Regions from separate parts of the Zea mays genome. Here region 1 is linked to region 2. Evidence: chromatin contacts called from public Hi-C data. All regions are on one chromosome and are shown on one strand. Each heading gives the region's core, a stretch centred on a gene start, on an enhancer-like site or on the middle of the called end of the contact. The rest is flanking DNA. Distances are from core to core; before and after follow the strand shown. Region 1 holds the start of LOC103649866. Region 2 has its middle 70 kb from the start of LOC103649866.

Region 1 (3,533 bases), core at 423-2,922, 70 kb after region 2:
TCAAAGGAATGTTGATTTAGTTTGCAACCTCAACTAGCTTGCATGTCAACTATTAGAAATCCAACATATATCCCATCAATGTATCAGATGAGAGGATGAGCTAGCGAGCCAAAACTTTTAATTGCAGCATTGGAAGTTTGCCTTTTACTTACCTGGGATTGCCTATGGGGATCACCAAGCTAAAGCTTGATTCGTTCCTACTAATTATTTAGAAAAAATGAAAGAAGGATATCATCTTCTTTGTTTCTCTCATAGGCAGGCAGATTGCAAATAGTAATCTCGATGTTTTCCTCTCTTCCCACTTACTACCTCTGCTCACTGAAGCTGCCTAGTTCAGTCATCGCGTGGATTGACAGATACATAAGACACTGTATTTGGAGAGGCGTAGGCATGAATGCTACTAAGCCCCATTTATTCCTGAGATGCAACTTCGCATGGAGGTGTTGGCGGATCGTTGGATTCACTCCCCCCAGGTCAACTAATCTGCACTTGGCAGTAAGCAGAATCATCGCAGAGTTATGGAAGCCATGGTCTATGGAGATTGTTATAACCATGGTGTGGTGCATTTGGAAATATCAAAACGGGTGGATTTTTAATGAAATTCCTGTGTCAATCACACAGTGCAAGGGCATGTTCGTTGATGCCATGGTACTTAACTCCCTCCGTTAAAGTTTGGGTACAAACTCTGTGACGTGTTTCTCTCAAAACTAGGTTGCAAATCTGTAGAAATACGATAGGCAACCCCTACAATAAGCCTTTTATTCAAAACACATACACATAATCTAATAAAATGTATAATTTTATTTATACATTCTAAGTGTAAAGATTGTGTAAAGTGTCGTGTAAAGTATTATTTTGTACTGTTTTTAGAGTGAGGTTTGAAATAGATAATAAGATAAGAAGTGAGGTAAGGACTGATCTACTGATGTGAGCTACTAGTGGTTTTTTACAAAGCAAACAGGTAACTCTACCTTTCCGTCAAGGACAAGGAGGCTTATATCCCGATCGCGTGTTTCCAGGAAGATTTTTAAGATTAACGGCCATCCTCGACCCGTTAAAATGTGATGTGCATGCGTGAGTGGCCTGGCCACCTTTCTTGACTCGTTGCCGCACAAAAGGGAAGGCTAGGTGATCTGAAAGTAACCAAAGCGTTGCATCTCCCGCCCGCACTAGTGAGTAGTGACCAGCCCACTACCGAACACGTTTGTTAACAGAATATCATGCAGGTGGGCCCGCATCTCGAGAGACAGAGACGCCCGTTCCACGTTCCCGGACCCCTCTCCACTGTTCCCGTCACTTCGCCTGCCCTCAGAACCCTAACCATCTCCCCGAAATACCCCTGCGTCATAGGCCCATATCCATCTGCAGTGCCCACAACATACCCCGTAATTACCTTGGAAGCTGAGGGCAGTCTGAACTGACCGGCACCAGTCCCCACGGAGCCACACGAGGTCGGGCTGGGTCCCACCCTCCATCACCTCCTGTCCTGCCCCTTTCGCGCCCTCTGGTCACCAGCGCTACGTGCACCCGTCCCCGCGACACCCGGGCCCCTCCACACCCGCTGGCACGCCGGACCACCCGCCCACGTGTTCCCCGAGCGGGACCCAGCCGCGTGTACCGCGTCGCACGCGGCGCGGAAAGGCAGGGGACACGTCACCGGCGCCGCGCCGCTACGGGCACTCGGGGAAGCGCACACGCGCCGCGCGGGCGTACAAGACCCCCGGGTCCCGCCCGACGCAGGCACTAGTGGCGTGGCGCGCCGCGACAGTGTCACTAGTAGCGGTGGACCGGTGGTCTCTCCCCTCCCCGGCTCCCCCTCGTCCGTCTCCCTCCCACCCTTCCGCGCTCCCGCCGTTTCCCAGGGGCCAGGGCCGACCCACACCGCGCCGGGATCCCTAGATGCGGCCGGGGCGGCGCCGCGAGCCGTGAGCGCGGTTCCTGCCGTGGCGATGGGTTTCCGCGCCGCCTCCGCCGCCGCCGCTGCCGCGGTGGCCGTGTTTGCGGCGGCGGGGCTGGCGGTCACCGCCGCTTCCTCCGGTGACTCGCTCGCCGACCTCGGAGGCGCGGCGAGGGAGATCGAAAGCGCACCAGGTACCACCACCCGCACCCGCCTCGCCTCCACTGGCGATCTCTGTCTCGTAGCGCTATCGGTTTGTCGTTTCTGCGCGATCGGTCGGGGAGTCGGGCCGTCGGACTGTGATCGGGCGACCTCGATTGGCGGCTCCAATCCATTCCACTTCGGAAGAAGCTTTACCATAGTCATGGTAGTTTTACTGTGTTTTATTAGAAGACTGTCCGATGTGTTTTATTGTCTCCGCCTCCACTGTTTCTATTACCTGCTGGTACTGTCGTACCTTAGTTAGGTGTATGTGGAAACGCCAGTGTCAGGCGATCCCGGCCGTCAGCCAGCTCATTCGATGGATAGGCGTGGTAGGATTGGATTCGAGTAGTATCGATTACACGACCCAAATTCGTTGGGCTGTTTAATATGTTTGTTTTTTCTTGCGCTTGATTTCGTAGCACCAGTTCTGGACGTTTCGGTTTATTCGGTGACCGACGACGTGACCGACGATCTTGTCGGTAGATCTTCTCCGTCGGTCAAGTAAACCCGCATATGTCTCGGCTATTCTATTTTAGTGTTTTTAGTACCTTGGTTAGAACAAGTCAAGTGTCGGCCGTTCGATTGCTGCAGTCATGTCGGTGCTCTGATCCACCTACCCCTTCTCTCTCACGTCTCCTTCACATGTTCATGCACATGCACTCGGACCAGATTACCACGTAGTATTTCTTCTTTACGAGTGGAACTGTTTTTTTCGTCTCTGTAAAAAGCCTCATATGTTCCACTAGTTTCCGTGTCATGCCTTCCGTATCGTGTAAGCAAGCGTATCGTATAAGCAAGTGCGATTGTGCGAACATTAGTTATAAAGTGTTGCGCTTCACGAAAATATATTATCTTATTTTATTAGAGGTCAAGAATCTGGGACCATGGGCAAAGGGGCTGCTGAAAGGCATGCCGCAGGCAGCGGCGGGACCGGCAGCCATGGCGCCTGTTGCGAAGTATCCGCTGGTTCTGGCAGAGGACCGGACGCGGCGGCCGGATGTTCTCAGGCATCTCAAAGTGTATGAAGGAGGGTGGAACGTCACCAATAAGCACTACTGGGCGGTATGTGTCGTTTTTTGAACTTTAAAGGAACTCATGAGCATAAAGCTTCAGTTGGTTATGGATGCCGTAGTATATCAGGTAGTATTTATGTGATTGATGGAAGCAGGTTAGACAGGACTAGTACAGGCTTTGCATACAGCCGAGATTCAGTCTGTTGCATATAGTGTAAACTCTGTAATCTAGATGATAAAGACATGGGCTAGAACTCTAATGATGATAAGGACATGGACTAGCTTGATTATCTCTTTCCTGTAATAGGAAACACTGCATGGGCCAAGAGTCAGAACTATACAACATCTTGTTGGTTCGCTAATTTATAATGTTATACACTTGATAGACAAAGTGACATGGAACTGTACCAGTTACATGC
Region 2 (3,255 bases), core at 294-2,793:
CTTCATTTTCTGGAGGGCCATATTTCAGTTTCTTCCAATCAGGATGCCTCTGTATAACAATTACAATATTTAGTACTACATCATAGATGAAAGAAATTAAAACAAGTACAATATAACTTTAACTAATATGTTATTACCTTTGTATTTTTCTTCCAATATTCATCACTTGCAATCACAGTCCCTAGCTTAGAATCCCATCCAAGTCCTGTATCTTTGTTTAGACCAAGCCAAAAACTGTAAAGCCCTTTCAGTAAATCCCACTTATTCTTCAATTGAGTTTTGCTGTGAAGCAAACCAGTTCTTTGTCGATACTTAACACAAATATTTTTATACGCTGAAGTAGTTAGTGTTCCATTTGGTCTGTTACCAGCTTCAACCTCTTCAACACATATTTCACAAAAAGTTCTAGTATTCATGGATGACCAATCTGCCTTGTCATATTTCTCCTTCTATACGAAAATATATATACAAGCATATCACATATGAACATTACAAATGTCTATAAATTAGCAATGGCCATGTGTTAGAAAATTACTCACCGAATTATTTGCAGTAATTTCAGCTTCAACTTCAATTGGTTCATTATCTTCCCGACCTTGAGCATTTAAATCGATGTCAATACCAACACTTCGGCCACCACGAATGCTCCTTCCGGCACTCCTACTACCGCGTATCACACAACTAGTGCCACGACCGGCACTACGCCCTGCCAGTGTAAATCCTGCGCCACGACGACCTGCCGTCATGGAACCACGTACCATGGTTGGTTTGCCTCGTTCAGGTGCCGTAACATCACCAACTCCTGATTCAATGTCTGTTGGTTCCGACGGAGGATCCATCACAATACACCTGTAGATAGAGTAGCATTGTAGCAATTAGATGGTCGCACTCTGGATCTCGGCAGGACAGTTGCAGAGAAAAATTAGGCGCCCCAGCTGATCTGCGGCGGGAATCGGCCGGCCCCGTCGTACGTCCGTCCCGTTGGCACGGCGCGGCGGGATCCTGTGCCGTGGGGCGCGGGACGCGTCGGAGCGGCGGGCGGGAATCTGCTGCGCGCGGGACGCGTCAGAGTGCCAGGCGGCGGGATCCTGTGCCGCGGGGCGCGGGGGGTGGGGGCTAGGCGGCGGGTTTCTGTTGGGCGGCGGGCTTCTCCGATCCGATAGGCGCAAAAACGATTTGGTGGATTATAATGGCAATGGTGGGTAATTTATAGGAAACTTGAAAGGATAGTGGGAAAGTGGGAAAAAAAATAATGTGAAATAAGCACCTCCTCACTTGCTTATGGATTATCATAATCCAAGAGGTTAGATTATATAATCTGGGCAAATAAGCTGGACTGTTTGTTTGCTTCTTAGGATTATTTAATCCAGATTATATAATCTGGGGGTAAACAAACAGGCCCTAAAGTCATGTTTTTTCTTGGTTGGTTTCAAAAGTTTGACTTTTTTGTATCATCAAAACAATGGACAGGCAGTGGCTCGCTCTTTTTTCTTTCCCTCCGTGGTAGATGCAAAAGGACTTGCAGAGGGCCCAAACCCTCGTCCTCCGGTAATACGTGGGCCTTGGGCCGACGGAACGCCAGGCTGAGCCACAGGACGCTTCTCTGCCATGTTTGTTTGGTTACATCAATCCAAAATAAGATTGGAGAGAATTAAATCCTCTCTAAGACTTTTTTAGGTACTTTAATATTGACCGCAATTCATATATATTGAGGTAAATTAGGTGTAAATTAGTTTAGGTTACATACTAATCCATCTTAATACATATGGATTGAAATCAATATTAAAATACCTAAATTAGACCGTAGAGAGATTTAATCCTCTTCTGGTGTAACCGAATAAGTGGGTCTACAGTTATCAAACTGGCCCTCCATAAAGCCCCATTACTACACGATGGCCTACGCCTGGCCCGTTGCACCATTGCGAGACTGCAGGTAAGCGGGTTTGATTGAGGCCCATAGAAAAGTAGCATATCCGTTGTCCCGAATCACTTTCCCATACTATTAGCCTAATTCAACATGTTCAAACGGGTCGGATCAAGATCGAGTCATAGGCCATTTAGCATAGCTCGTACCCCACCCGTATCTAGTGTTGGATCGGGTTTTTTCAGGTTAGGTTGGGATTTTTTGGCTTTGGCACAGGTTTTTTCGGGTTGGGTCGGATTTTGGGTAAAAAAATATGGCCCCATACCTAATTCATGAATTATTGCAGGTCAAAAATTATGGTCTATACCTACCCGTTGCATTGGTCGGATCGGATCGGGCCGAGTTTTTTTCCGGACGGATCGGGTTGGGTTGGTCGGATTGAGTGGCCCATGATTAGATCTAAACCTAATATATGTGCCATATACAACAACCAAATTATAATTTCTATGTATAAGACAATTGCAAGTCAACTCAAAATATATATCGTAATCTCTAAAGTTATTTTAAAAAATATCCACTTTATTGAAACATTCAAATGATGTCAGATACCATGTACCTCTCTAGCAATCAAACTATGTATAAGACAATTGCAACTAAACTCAAAATATATATCGTAATCTCTAAAGTTATTTTAAAAATACCCAGTTTATTGAGACATTCAAATGATGGGATACCATGTACCTCTGTAGCCATCAAATTCGTTACCTTTTCATATTGCCACAGCGTACTTCTAGTTTTATTTGCATGTCCTTTTCTAACCATGTAAACACTCACGGAAGAACTGATCCAAGACAATATATGTTACAAATCCAAGGAAATATGTCTTCTCGTGTAAACAATCTTGGGCACAAGTGATAACAAAGGAGGCAAAAAGTTACATGGGGTGGATTGCTCCAAATTATTTATGTACCTTGAAATAGTTACTAGAATTCATTATTATACCGTTATCAAAATGATATCAAGACATCACGACATGCTAACCTTGGGCGCCTAGACTTTGCTGATTCTATACATCTTTCATCTCTGTCTTGCAGTATTTCTTGGGGCCAAGAAACTAAGGTTCGAACAACCATGAGGGACGTCACAGTTTTCTAGACCGGCGACCGCAGTCTCCAGGAGTTGTCAAACCAAACAATTGCCCTGAAAGCAATGAAGTTGCAACGAAAACGAGTAGAAATAATAAGGGCTTGTTCGTTTCTGTAGGATTGCACCTAGAATCGTTCCAGCTAATCAAAGTTTATATAAATTAGAGAAGCAATCCGGTTAGGAATCGTTCCGACCCACCAATACGGCACAAACAAACAAGACCTAAGACTGGAAAAAATCTTGAT

The links. Hi-C and Micro-C count contacts between places; a contact is called where the count stands out from the background.
Region 1: a Hi-C map of leaf shows a contact between it and region 2, with 7 times the contacts expected there. The contact joins the promoter of LOC103649866 here to the enhancer-like site in region 2. A contact is called at or near these places in 3 of 25 Hi-C or Micro-C datasets (ear, leaf and tassel).

What each region holds. Positions count from the first base shown.
Region 1 is chr3:25,904,082-25,907,614 of Zm-B73-REFERENCE-NAM-5.0, forward strand. LOC103649866 reads left to right here and starts at 1,673. Exons shown (of 9, transcript XM_008675565.2): 1 at 1,673-2,091; 2 at 2,967-3,163. The coding sequence starts at 1,950.
Region 2 is chr3:25,834,503-25,837,757 of Zm-B73-REFERENCE-NAM-5.0, forward strand. No RefSeq gene overlaps it. Among protein-coding and RNA genes, the nearest start is that of LOC103649866, 70 kb to the right of the region's middle. Within about 2 kb of position 1,544, at least 17 of the 20 cell types and tissues checked have an H3K27ac peak or open chromatin away from gene starts, as enhancers often do. A contact at or near this core is called in ear, leaf and tassel, where this site is marked.